Regions from separate parts of the Gossypium hirsutum genome. Here all the other regions are linked to region 2. Evidence: chromatin contacts called from public Hi-C data. All regions are on one chromosome and are shown on one strand. The core of a region is the stretch at or near the end of the contact, and the rest is flanking DNA. Distances in the headings are between cores, read along the strand shown. Region 1 holds the start of LOC107954699 (probable E3 ubiquitin-protein ligase XERICO). Region 2 holds the start of LOC107954751 (heterogeneous nuclear ribonucleoprotein 1). Region 3 has its middle 30 kb from the start of LOC107956747. Region 4 holds the start of LOC107954735 (RRP15-like protein).

What was found. A called contact is a pair of places that touch in the nucleus more often than the background predicts.
Region 1: a Hi-C map of leaf shows a contact between it and region 2, with 2.0 times the contacts expected there. The contact joins the promoter of LOC107954699 here to the promoter of LOC107954751 in region 2. A contact is called at or near these places in 2 of 34 Hi-C or Micro-C datasets (leaf and seedling).
Region 3: a Hi-C map of leaf shows a contact between it and region 2, with 2.0 times the contacts expected there. The contact joins the enhancer-like site here to the promoter of LOC107954751 in region 2. A contact is called at or near these places in 2 of 34 Hi-C or Micro-C datasets (callus and leaf).
Region 4: a Hi-C map of leaf shows a contact between it and region 2, with 4 times the contacts expected there. The contact joins the promoter of LOC107954735 here to the promoter of LOC107954751 in region 2. A contact is called at or near these places in 5 of 34 Hi-C or Micro-C datasets (callus, leaf and seedling).

What each region holds. Positions count from the first base shown.
Region 1 is chrD07:34,626,871-34,630,234 of Gossypium_hirsutum_v2.1, forward strand. It overlaps LOC107954699 (probable E3 ubiquitin-protein ligase XERICO), which reads left to right and starts at 1,963. Exons shown (of 2, transcript XM_041096572.1): 1 at 1,963-2,118; 2 at 2,805-3,364. The coding sequence starts at 2,903.
Region 2 is chrD07:34,898,766-34,902,025 of Gossypium_hirsutum_v2.1, forward strand. LOC107954751 (heterogeneous nuclear ribonucleoprotein 1) reads left to right here and starts at 1,424. Exons shown (of 6, transcript XM_016890407.2): 1 at 1,424-1,619; 2 at 1,709-1,749; 3 at 1,862-2,025; 4 at 2,399-2,498; 5 at 2,622-2,791; 6 at 3,071-3,260. The coding sequence starts at 1,576.
Region 3 is chrD07:34,542,908-34,546,278 of Gossypium_hirsutum_v2.1, forward strand. No RefSeq gene overlaps it. Among protein-coding and RNA genes, the nearest start is that of LOC107956747, 30 kb to the right of the region's middle. Within about 2 kb of position 1,739, at least 3 of the 9 cell types and tissues checked have an H3K27ac peak or open chromatin away from gene starts, as enhancers often do. A contact at or near this core is called in leaf, where this site is marked.
Region 4 is chrD07:34,386,917-34,389,990 of Gossypium_hirsutum_v2.1, forward strand. It overlaps LOC107954735 (RRP15-like protein), which reads right to left and starts at 1,510. Exons shown (of 8, transcript XM_016890385.2): 1 at 941-1,510; 2 at 733-834; 3 at 563-644; 4 at 440-459; 5 at 238-298. The coding sequence starts at 1,324.

The sequences.
Region 1 (3,364 bases), core at 713-3,212, 270 kb before region 2:
CGTTACAGAATTATAGATAAAGTATATATTTTTAAGAGGTTAAAATGAAAATTTACCATGTGATGCGTAGAAAACTTCTTGTGTTTTATGCTTTTTTTTAATTTCATTTTTAAATATTAAAATTCAAATTTGAAGGCAACGTCGGTTACAGAATCAAAGATAAAGTATAAATTTTGAAGATGTTAAAATAGAAATTTATCATGTGATGCATAGCAAGCTTCTCGTGTTATATGATTTTTTAATTTGATTTTTAAATATTAAAACTCGAATTTCGAGGCCAAGTTAGTTAGAGAATCAAAGATAGAATATAATTTTTTAATAGGTTAAAATGGAAATTTATAATGTGATGCATAGCGAAGTTCTCGTGCCTTATGATTGTTTTTAATTTATTTTTAGATTTTGAAACTCGAATTTTGAGGCGAACTGTTACTAAATTAAAGATAAAGTATAAATTTTTAAGTGGTTAAAATGGAAATTTACCATGGGATGTATATAAAACTTCTTGTGTTTATGATATTTTTATAATTTCATTTTTAAATAGTAAAATTCGAATTTCGAGGCAACGTTAGTTACAGAATCAAAGATAAAGTATAAATTTTTAGTGGTTAAAATAGAAATTTATCATGTGATGCATAGCATAGTTCTCGCGTTTTATGATTTTTTTTAATTTCATTTTTAAGTATTAAAATTCAAATTTTGAGGCCAAGTCGATTACAGAATCAAAGATAAAATATAAATTTTTAAGAGGTTAAAATGGAAATTTACAATGTGATGCATGGCGAAGTTCTCGTCTGTTATGATTGTTTTCAATTTCATTTTTGAATATTGAAACTCGAATTTTGAGGTGAAGCCTGTTACGGAATGAAAGAAAAAATATAAATTTTTAAGTGGTTAAAATGAAAATTTACAATGTGATGAATGGAAAACTAAATGTGTTTTGTGTTTTTTTTAATTTTATTTTTAAATGTTAAAATTTGAAATTCGAGGCAACCTCGATTACAGAATTAAAGATAAAATATAAATTTTTAAGAGGTTTAGATGGAAGTTTATCATGTGATGCATAGCAAATTTGTCGTGTTTTATGATTTTTTAAATTTCATTTTTAAATATTAAAATTCGAATGTCAAGGTAAAGTCAGTTACAAAATCAAAGATAAAGTAAAAATTTTTAAGAGGTTAAAATAAAAATTTACAATGTGATGCATAGCGAAGTTCTCGTGTCTTATAATTGTTTTTAATATATTTTTAAATATTGAAATTGGCAAACTCTGTTGCACAATTAAAGATAAAATATAAATTTTTATAAATTCATATTTAAATATGAAAACTCGAATTTTAAGGTAAAATCAATTATGAAATTAAAGATAAAATATAAATTTTTAAGAGGTTACCATCCTATTAGTTTATAAGGGTTATGAAGTAGTATTATTATTGTTAGTGGGTGAAAGCCACCGCCTGCCGCTTATCTAAATCGCTGCTCAAATGATCAAATTGGTTAGTAACATTACTGAACTATTGAAATTAAGTTTTGAATTTCGATAAAAATATTGCAGTAATCCATTAAATCAAATGATGGGGAACTTCATTTACTTATGATTCTTTCTATCCATTCAACACTATTCTAAAATAATTGTTATGAGAAATGATTAAAAATAGTAATGATTCCATTCTCAAAATAGTAATCTTTTGTAAAAAATGGGAACTTTGTATCTGAAAATGTGAAAGATGGTTTCTTTTACCTTTCCTCTTTTAGCTGCTGCAATTCTATAACTTCTAATTAAAGATTTTTTTCTTTTGAGGGTAAAAAAGAGAAAAGAAACGAAAGTTTAGTTATAAGCTTAAGCTTGAAGGCACAAAAGATTATAAACTGAAGTAGTAAAAATTATATTGATGATATAAAGTAACCATGGTTAAAGGGTTTATAGAGTCCGGAAAACCCGGAAGGCTAACCACAGTTTGTTTTTAGAGTTAGGGTGGGGGGATTGCTATATAAGCAGAGAAGGATGGCAGAGCAGCCATCACCTCACTTCAGAAAAGCTTACATGTTTACTTTCTGTTAAAACCCAGTTTTCTTTTCCTTATGCTTCACTGATCCCATGAAAATTTGTCCTCTTTTTGTGTAAGTTCCTTTGCTTTTGAACAAACGCAAATCTTTTTACTCTTTTAAAGCTGCTTGTTCTATGTTTAAAGAAATGTTGGTTTTCTTACTATGAATCAAAGGAAAGATACTAAGGGTAACTTTATGGGGTTTTTGTTATTATGAATGAAAATGTTAGATCTCATTTAACTTTGTTTATGTTTTCTCTCTCTTTTTTTTTTTGGGTTTTCTATTTGGGATTTGATTTTTCTTTTTAATTTATCTTTTCCAATTTGGAAATATGATATCTTTTGCTTTCCCCTTTTTGTTTTCCCTATTTTGACCATGATTATCACCATCACCAAGGTTTGAACATGGCTAGATCTTAATTATAAGAAAGCTTTTGAAAGGTGTTCCATTTAGCATTGATCTTTGTGGGGGGTGTTAGCTTTTTAGGCTGCCAAGTCCCAATTCTCATGTTGGATTCTTTTAATTTGAAAATCACATACTATGATTTGATCTTTTCAATTTCTTTGATATTTTAATATTCATGGCAATATGGTTGGAATCAAACTCTTTATTTAAACCTTTGATCATCAATTTGTTTATCTTTGAGGTTGTATTCATGTGAGTTTTGTGAATTAAAAGCTTGATTACCTTCTTTTGTTTTTTGTGCATTGAATTTATATTCAATGAATGCTATTCTAATGGAGGTTTTATGTTTCCAGGTCATATATATCTGCAAGAGAGTGACATCATTTATATCCTTAACTTGTTCATACAATCATTTGTTCGAATACACATAGCTTAATCTTGATACAAAAGAATGGGTCTCTCAAGTCTCCCAGCCCCATCAGAAGGAGTGCTATGTGTACTCTTGGTAAACACAGCTTTATCCATATCTATGGTTAAAGGCATAATTCGATCAATCCTTCACGTTGTCGGTATCCATCTCTCCTCCTCCTCGTCCTCCTCCTCCTCGTCATCATCATCATCACCGCCATCCTCGGATCTTATTGAAATCCCTGCGGTATCATTCGACATCAGCATCGGTAATGCTGATAGTTACATTAAAGAGTTCCGGAGCAGGATGCCATCGACCCGGTACGATGCGGTATGTAGCGGCAGTCAACCGGAGCATGACTGTTCAGTTTGCCTGACTAGGTTCGAACCAGAATCAGAGATTAACCGCTTGTCCTGCGGTCATCTGTTTCACAAGGTATGCTTGGAAAAGTGGTTGAACTATTGGAATGTCACATGCCCTCTTTGCAGGAACGCTCTGCTGCCC
Region 2 (3,260 bases), core at 174-2,673:
CTTCACTCAGATGGAATATACTGTCCTTATCCAAATTGTTATGCCTTGTTTGATCCTCGTGATTGCTTATCAACTAGGGCAAGCTCATATACCTAAAGGTGTGCAAAACTCGATTCGCTTTGAAAAAGTCGAAAAAAATTTCAAATTTCGAGTTAATCAAATCGAGTTATTTAAATTATTCGAGTCAACTCGAATAATTCGATTCGAGTCAACTCGAATAATTCGATTCGAGTTTTGAGTTTGAGTCGAGTTGAATTTCACAATTCGAATAACTCAAATAATTCAAATAACAGATTGGTGTAAATACCCTTTTAGTCCATGTCAACTTTGAAAATAAGTAAATTGGTCACTCTATCAACAAAAATTACAAAAAATTCAAAATAATTTTTAAAATTCAAATTATTTATAAAAATTTCAAAATTTATATATTTTTTAAAAAAATTTAAAAATTTTCAAAAAATTCTAAAAAATATATAAAAAAGTTAAAATTTTAAAAATGTTCTAAAATAATATTTTTGGGACCTAATTAATTATTCAAATTTATCATACTCAAGTATCATTTTTTATTATTTTGCTTTGAATTTTTTCCAAATATATATGGTTTCAAATATATGTGGTCGAACATGGAATTAGTTATATTGTAACAATATTTTTATTTGACATGCTTAATTTTTTTAATTTAACTCAAACAATTTCACTCGATTCGATTCGACTCGACTCGAACTTCATTTCACTCGACTCGATTCGAAAAAAAATTCAAATTTAGTTAGGATGATAAAATAGGACTCGTGAACTCAAAAGTTTTTCACTCGATTCAATCGAACGCTCACCCCTACATATACTCAACTAGACAATAGCAGTGTTAAGTGCCCTATTTGTTAAAGGTTTATATTTGTGGAATGTGGAATTCCTTGGCATTCATCAATGAGTTGTGAAATATATTGGAACCTCCCACTTGAGGAAAGAGATGTTGTAGACATCACCTTGCAATAATTTTTTTACAAAATTTTTAAAAATCAAAATTGATTATTTTGTAAATGTTGTGGTCTAAATTTATTGATTTTTTTAGAGTTCGAAATAAAATGACCAATTTTGAAAACATTAAAGGCTAAATTTATTGAAATTTATTGATAGAACGTATAAACATCATAAGGCTAGATTTGTTAGTAGACCAATAAAATAAAGCTCACATTAGCACTTCTATCAAATTTCAAAAGGTTATTAATGTTTAGTGACCGAAAATTTTGATTTTAAAGAGTTCAGTGACCAAAATAGAAATAATGAAAAGTTCAGTGACCAAAATAGAAACAATGAAAAGTTCAGTGACCAAAATAGAATATGGTAATACTTTAGGGACCATTTCTACACTTTACCCAAAAATCTATTATACCTATTTAAATTATTTTTAAACAAATATTTAAGAACTCTACTCAATGTAGATTTTTAGTTTTTGTCTTTTTTAGCAATTCCTCTCCCATCGATATTTGAAACCCTGCCTCTGTTCCAGCGTAACTCCAAACCCTAGGGACTCTAACCATTCGCATATCTCTCGTTAGATCTCAAAACCAAGCTTTCATGGGTTCCAGAACAGGCAGTGATAACGACGGCGCTAGCCCTGGGTAATACAAGTTCTAACGCTTTACCTCTTTCCTATTTCCTAACGCCCTCAATGTTTAATAGTTCGTTGTCCTCCTTCTATCTCGTGCAGGAAAATATTTATCGGAGGCTTAGCTAAGGATACGACTCTCGGTGAGCTTCGCCTTCTTTTTTCCCTTTGATGTTTATATGTGTTTTCGTTCGACGGGATTCTTTAAGTTACTGAGCTTTATTTTTTTTACTTTTTTTTGTTGGGTATTTTCAGAGACGTTCACCAAGTATTTTGAAAAATATGGGGAGATAACCGATTTTGTTGTAATGAAAGATCGGCATACGGGTCGGCCCCGTGGTTTCGGGTTCATTACCTTTGCGGATCCATCTGTTGTTGACACTGTTATGCAAGAGGACCATGTTATTAATGGCAAACAAGTGAGCTTAAGCTTTGACCATTTCGTGTTTTAAGATTCTGCTGTTGTTTAGAATTTGGAAAATTCTCAACTTTTAAACTGCCTCGGTTTCTAATAAGTTTAGAGTTTGTCTGTTGGTTTTCTTAGAGATTAGTTACTCTTTGCATTTGAGTTAGCTAAGTTTGTTAGCTTTAATGTTGTAGTCATTGAACTAAAGAAATATTTCATACTTTGTATTTGAATTGTGAAGCTTAGCAAGTGAGCACCATGTTCTTGATGTAGATTTAGCACTAATGTGGTTTTCGTGTTTCATGGAAAAGTTGGGTTGATATTGTTGTGAGATTTTTTGAAGTGTTTACAATCTATCATTAATGATTGATTTTTTTATGGCACAGGTTGAGATTAAAAGAACTATTCCTAAAGGTTCCTCACAGTCAAATGATTTCAAGACAAAGAAAATATTTGTTGGTGGGATTCCAACATCAGTTACCGAAGGTCTGGTATTTGATGTATATGCATCTTATTATGAGTGTTTTTGTACTAAACATTATTCTTGATGTTTATACTGGAGTATTGTTTATTTATTACTTTTGTTTTTCATTGCTGTTTGGACCTTAGATGAGTTCAAGAATTTCTTCTCAAAGTATGGAAAGGTGGTGGAACATGAGATCATTCGTGACCATGCAACCAAACGCTCTCGTGGTTTTGGGTTTATAGTGTTTGACAATGAAAAAGTTGTTGAAAATTTGCTGGGTAATGGAAATATGATAGATATGGAGGGTAGTCAGGTGAGTACTATTGTTCAATGGTTCCCTAAACAATCTGATGTAAGCAGATATGTATATACCCTTTGCACGAATACAGTGCGAAGCTGCATGCCAAACTCTTCTGGTGATGGAAGTAAATATTATTTGTATTCTATTAAGTTAAATTTCATCATGCACTTCTCTTTGTTCTCAGAGTTCAATTTAGCAGAGTTCATTGGTTCTGACACTTCTTCTCAAGGCAGGCTGTCAAGATAATTCATACATGAAGGAAACATAGGTTAACTTGCTTCTTTGTTGTAGGTTGAAATCAAGAAGGCTGAACCAAAGAAAGCATCAAACCCACCACCTGGTCCTGCATATGGTAGTGAACCTAGGGCATGCTCATATCATGATGATTTTGGTGGATTTGGTGATTATGGTGGCTTTGGTGGTGGTGCTTTTGGTCCTGCTCCTTATAGGTCATATGGAGGTTTTGGCAGTAGATTTGGAG
Region 3 (3,371 bases), core at 489-2,988, 360 kb before region 2:
GCTAATTGCCAATAGACCTCAAACTTTTTTATTCAACCCAATTTTTTTAAAGTCTCTCCCTAATTCAATTAGAAATCCTATTTGTTATTTTAGCAAATAAAAACCCTACCTCTACTCTCATCTTCACATAATCTCAAGAAAACCCTTTATTACAATCTTATTCTCAAAACCTTGTTGTTGGGAATTTCCTTGAATTCTTGAATCTTTGCAATCAAGCCCTAATCCTTTGTCTTCATCAAAATCCTTGGATCTTGCGTCAATAACTCATCTAATTCTTGTCAAAATCCGTAAGTATTTCGTTCCTTGCCAATTAAGACTTTTCAATTTTAGGTGACGACAAGTTAAAACGGATTAATCAAACTTGTTATTGAATCTTTATTGATTTTGTCGAAAACCCCCTCAAATCTTGAAAACCCATCAATAATCGTCTCGTTTGGTCAATTGAAAGACCCTTGTAGGTGTTTGGATCAAGCTTGAACGTGGGGTGGTCGCTTGAGATCCCGAGAAAGTAAGGTGGGTGACTTTTTACAAAAAAATCGGGTCAAATTTTGAAACTGCCCAGGTACACACGGTCTACCATACGGGCATGTGGCCTGCCCGTGTGGGACACACGATCCCTCACACGATTGTGTCCCCTGTTTCCCCCTTGTAATCGTGATTTGTACACGGCCTGGACACACGGCCGTGTGGCTCCTGCACCTACACTTCTTCGCTTCGCACACGACCTGGGGCCACACACATGGGCTGAACACACAGCTGTGTGGCCCCTGAAACTTAAATTTTATAGTTTTGCCTAATCCTTACTTATTTTATGCGATTTAGTCCCTGATTAGGTTTTTAACGGTATCTAGAGAACTAGATTATGCAATTAGGCCCCGGATTAGGATAGAATGAATAAACACATGGATGAATGATTTTATGATTATATGTTTATGATTAATGATATAAATTCGATTTTATGATTGTATGTTTATGATTAATGATATAAATTCGCAGATGATATCATGACTAACAATGGAATATGATTGCTTAGGAACGTCATATAATATCTTATTACTTTGCATATGCATGGGGGGAAAGATTATGAAAGGTGGAAGATATGACAGTTTATATTGCATATATGTTTGTCTGTTGTGTATTCATAGATTCGCAGATTCCAACTGCGACTTTTATACGTAGTATCCACGACCTTCTCTGATAGCTTTTATGCGTCTTTGTTTGAAGCATTTAAAATGTTTAATTAGGTCTTTGCCTCTAGTTAATTAATTAATTTGTTACTAAATTTAAAGTAAAAAAAGTTGCATTTACTTAGTATAATAAAATATTTTGTATGAATACAATTTATTAATTATTTAGAATGATAATAATTGAAAAATAAGTTATTAATTTAACTGTTTAACTGATTGTTGATTGTAGTGACTGGTTTGACTAATTGATTCTAATAATTGATTCTGTTAACTGGTTTTCTAATAACTGATTTTAGGATAAATAATTATATTCATTTAGTATTTTTAATTCAAAGTATTTATAAATTTAAATTTCATTTACTTACAAATTAATCTAATTTTTTCATTTTAACCTTGTATATATTTCATATATTATTATTAAATAATTCTAAATTTTATATTTTATTATTTATTATCATATATTAGAATTTTTAATATTATTTATCCCACACCATAAAAGTGGAACATATCATCTGAGGCCAAGGTCATTATCCATTCTCAGACACATAAATATATATGTACTATATTAGCGTTGAATTATTACAATGTAAAAGTTGATATTACGTGTCACAGCTTGATTTATTGAACTGATGACTAACATCCTGAAAATCTGACAACATATAATTTCCCCTTTGAAGAGGTAATCATGTGGGTTTAGAAATTTTGAAGCATATTTGTGGAAAGTCAAGGACCTAACATAATCTAAAATACTCTTAATTATTATTTAACTACTCTGTTTTTCGGTTTGTTAGGCGAAAAGACACAGATGTCCCTTAATTTGATGGAGGCCACGGCCATGAGGAAACCATGAAACACTAGAGAAGTATTGATTCTTCACTCCAATCAAAAAAGCCTTCAAATCCGCTAGATTCAAATTAGTTGTTGCATTATCACGAGTGAGTGACGTACACTTGGGTGTTACAAGAGTCACGCAAGTTTAGCAATACTTTTAATAAATATTTTTAGAGTGAAAAAGTGTTTTTAAGAAAGTTCAAAATTTTTGTTTTTATATTTGGCCAATCATTGTAAAGCGTTTTGTTTAAAAATATTTTTATTTCAAAAATATTTTTTAATCAAAAGTGCTTTTTAGAATCATTATTGAAATTAACCCTTAGTCTTTCTTATAATATAATTATTGATAAAATTTTAATAATTTTTTAGTATAATGATAATTTGAATATAAATTATTTTTAATGGAAATAAATATCGGATCAATAAGTGACAATTAGAGATTCATTAATTTTTCAATAGTTACCTACAATAAATCTAGGTTTTGTCTCAATCATTGTAGTCCTAATTGTGATTTGCACTAATTGTGACCATCAAATTCATTCAAAAAAGAACTCTCGATGTTAATGTGTTTTGGAGACTAATCAGCTCTTTGGCAAAAAACACAAGTCTTATAGGCTTAAAGAGAAAGGTATTTGATGGGTAAAGGGATGTTGTTATGATCACACACAAAGGCTATAGTAATCATAATATATATAGGTCATAGAGTGAATCATTCTTGTAAGCATGACTTCGTAGACATATATTGTGATAATTGAATTGTGTAAATAATTTCTATATGTTATTTTAATTAATTGTTCTACAAATTAATTTGAGGTGTTCTAATCAAAGTTAAAACGCTCTAACACATGCATATAACAATTCTTATAATCAAATTTTGAACAATTTTTTAAATTTAAATTGCATCTATTTTATTTATTTTTTACTAATAAAAATGTTATTTAAACTTCATCATTAAATAATTTTTATATTTTATTGTTACTAGGGAAATGGATTACTAGATCAACTCAAACCTAGTTTGAGTTAAACCCAACCTAGTTCAGGAAAAACCTCAAAAAGAAAAGTCATCACTCAACTTGTATATATCTATCAATCTCTTAAATTAGATTTGTTTGTCTTGTTTTGATCTACTTTAAATAAGTTATACTCCTACTTAGGCTAAACATGTGACACTTCTAAAAGGCATCAAGTGGATGTCTGAAGATGGTTCTTCACTTATTACTCGTCAGGATGTCTTAGACTACTCAACCTCCCAAGATTATCTACACGTTGTCATGATCACCCATCTTGAGGAAAGACATCTCCTTCCATCAAGCTACCCACTAAACAAGGTTTGACTACCCGTTTTTCAATGTG
Region 4 (3,074 bases), core at 260-2,759, 510 kb before region 2:
AGAACTAATGATTATGCTATTGGCTTCAAAGCTGAAAGCACAGAGTATTCACCATTTGATGAGAAAAAAAGTGGAAATACTGTGCATACATAGATACATATACATATGTACAACGGGCTTGCAGCCCTAGTGAGGAAAATCACTGCGTACATACGAATGAGATGATCATATTGTTATAACCTTGCAAATTTCCAGTGATGTATTAAACTTATATAGCCATAGAGATTATCAGCATACCTTTTGCATCTTTAGACCTTGAAGGGTCCAGTCCTTTCTGAGCCTTTTGTGCTTTGTTCACCTACATGATATATGAAAGAACAAAGTTCACACCCAACTTGGTCGTAATAAAAATCAACCTAATATCTATCAAGACAAAATCAAATCCTAATATGTTTATGGTAAAAAAGAAATTGGGTAAGGCTTCCCTAAAACAACTTACAGCATTGAATAACTTCACCACTGAAATCCCAACAAAACATAAACAACAAAACTTAATTAGTATGAGAAAGAAATTGCAATGAACTAAACATCATATATACATTTGAAGAAAAATATATATTACCTCCTTTTGTAGCAATACCAATGAGAAACTTTTCATGTGAATCCAAGTAATTAGCAGGCTTGAAATGCCCCTTCTCTGCAACCTGTAACATTAATAACACATGAATAAAATGGCATAAACAGCAAAAGTCATGGTAAAAACCTTAAGTATAATTATTATAGGAAAAATACCAAATGTTTTTCTTTTTTAGCCTCTCCCTTAACTTTCCTTTCAGCTTCCTCCTCAGCTAACTTCTTTGCCACAAGCTGCTTATGCCCTGATAATACTGGACCCTATGAGAAAATTTCAGAAAAAAATCAGTCTTTGGGGGGAGGAAAACAATTTTTTTATTTATTTATAGTAAAATGAGAAACACCCAAGTAGATAAACTAGCTTTACCAATGAATCATCAGCAACATTCCTCTTTATAATGTTCTTAAATGCCAACCTGAAAGCTCTAACACCGTCAGTAAACTTCATAACCCCAGGTTGAATTTCAACTTCTTCTGAACCATCATTTTCTTCAGAAGAATTATCACCGCCGCGGCCGATCCGGGTATCACCGAGGGCTTCCTCCCCCTCCTCACGCTCCTCCTCGTCATCGTCGGAATTATATTGACGGGCACGTTTTTCAAACAGATTCCTCATTTTCTTACTTAATCTAAGCTTTTTCCCTTTGCCCTCTAACATCTTAAGCTTCTTATTCTTAGGCTTCTTACCTTTCTTTTTACCCATATTTCTTTTCCTTTTCCCAACTGCAGTGCTGCCTTCCTCCATCACCATCTTCTTCCTTTCCACACAAAATACCCAAACAAAAGGAAGAGAGATTTGCAATCAAAACCCTTACTAAACCCTAGTTAGACAGAGAACAAAAGCGGAGAAGACGAGGTTTTTTTCAATGTGCTCTTGTATGGGTTCTTTTCTCTCCTTTGGTTTAGGGGTCTATTAACCATTTTTCATGGTTTCTGCTTTTCTTTGCTTTGGGTTTATTCACCATTTTATGGGCCTTTTTCATTTGCAGCTATTTTATGGGCTTTTCCTTAACCTCATTTTTTTTGTAAGCTTTTTAATTTTAGAATTAAAGAATTACTATATATTCTTTTTATTTTCAAAATTATTTTATTTTTATAATATATTTCAAATAAGACATGGTATCTTGCTAATTTCGTTTAGGCATAATGACTTATTTCGCCATTCAACTTTATAAAAAAAGTCATTTTAGCATTCATTTAATTTTTCGTCTCTTTTAGTTTTTAAACTTGCATTGTTTGTCAAATCTCTTTAAAATGAATAGAAAAATTAACATTTGTTAACTTTACTAACGTGATATACACGGATGCCACATCAACAACTAATCATTTATTTTTATTTGAAAAAAATTAAAAATTATTAAATAATATAAAACTTATTTTTTTTATAGTAAAAAATTTAATTAATTGCTAACATAGCATATACATGGACTGCTACATGGATGCCATGACAATAAAGTTAATGAATATTAACTCTTCCATCCATTTTGAGGTGATTTGATAAACAATACAAATTCAAAAACTAAAAAGGGTGAAAAATAAAATAAGAGTTAAAGATAATTGTTTTTTTGTAAAGATAGAGAACCAAATAAATTATCATGTCTTTCATTTTTGACTCGAGACTAAGGTTTTCTATATGGGGATAGTTATGAAAGTGTTAATCATTTAAATTCTAGCGAAATTGTTGAGGTATTTATTTTTATTTTTTTAAAATTTAAAATTACATTCGATAAATAAAAAATTTGTTTTTAATAATGAAAACATGAGAAATAAAACATTTTTTTACATTTATATTAATTCGAATCAGGATACCAAATTTAATATTTGAAAAGTTGTTAAAAAGAATATTTTTGTATTTATATAGGTTTGATCCGTTCTTTTAAAGTTAAAAACCCTTAAGCTTAATATATCATTTGGTATTTGAATTTGAAACTTTTTTTAATGTAGTATTTATGTTATTTTTTGGTCCAATTTTGTACTTGTATTTGACAAAGTTATATATTTTGGCACTCAAAGGTGGTGGTGCTAGTTTTTTATTCTTTGATTCGACTTTTAAGGTTGAAAGTTAATTGTTAATATTATTAGGTTTGAATTCTTCGTGATTTTGTTAATAGAATAAATTTAGCATTGATTGTGGATTTTTTCAGTTTTACGTTTAATTTATCAAAAATAATCTGACGAATGTGATTTAATTCAGGTTTTAGAATTGATTTGATAAAAGTTAATTATTAATAGTATTAGCTAATTATGAATTTTCATTAACTCGACTCTAAAACCTAGATTAAACACTAAAAAGTTAACAGAGTCATTTTTTAGTATCAAAATATATAATTTTTGTCAAATACAAGTACGAGATTGAATCAAAAATAAATCCAGATATCAAATTATGTATTAGCCAAATCCCTTACTTTCATAATTTTGCTTTTATAAAAACATTTTTAGAAAACAAAAATGAAAATGAAAATAGTCTCTGGAGGCTTAGATTGTTAATTCAATTTTATGTT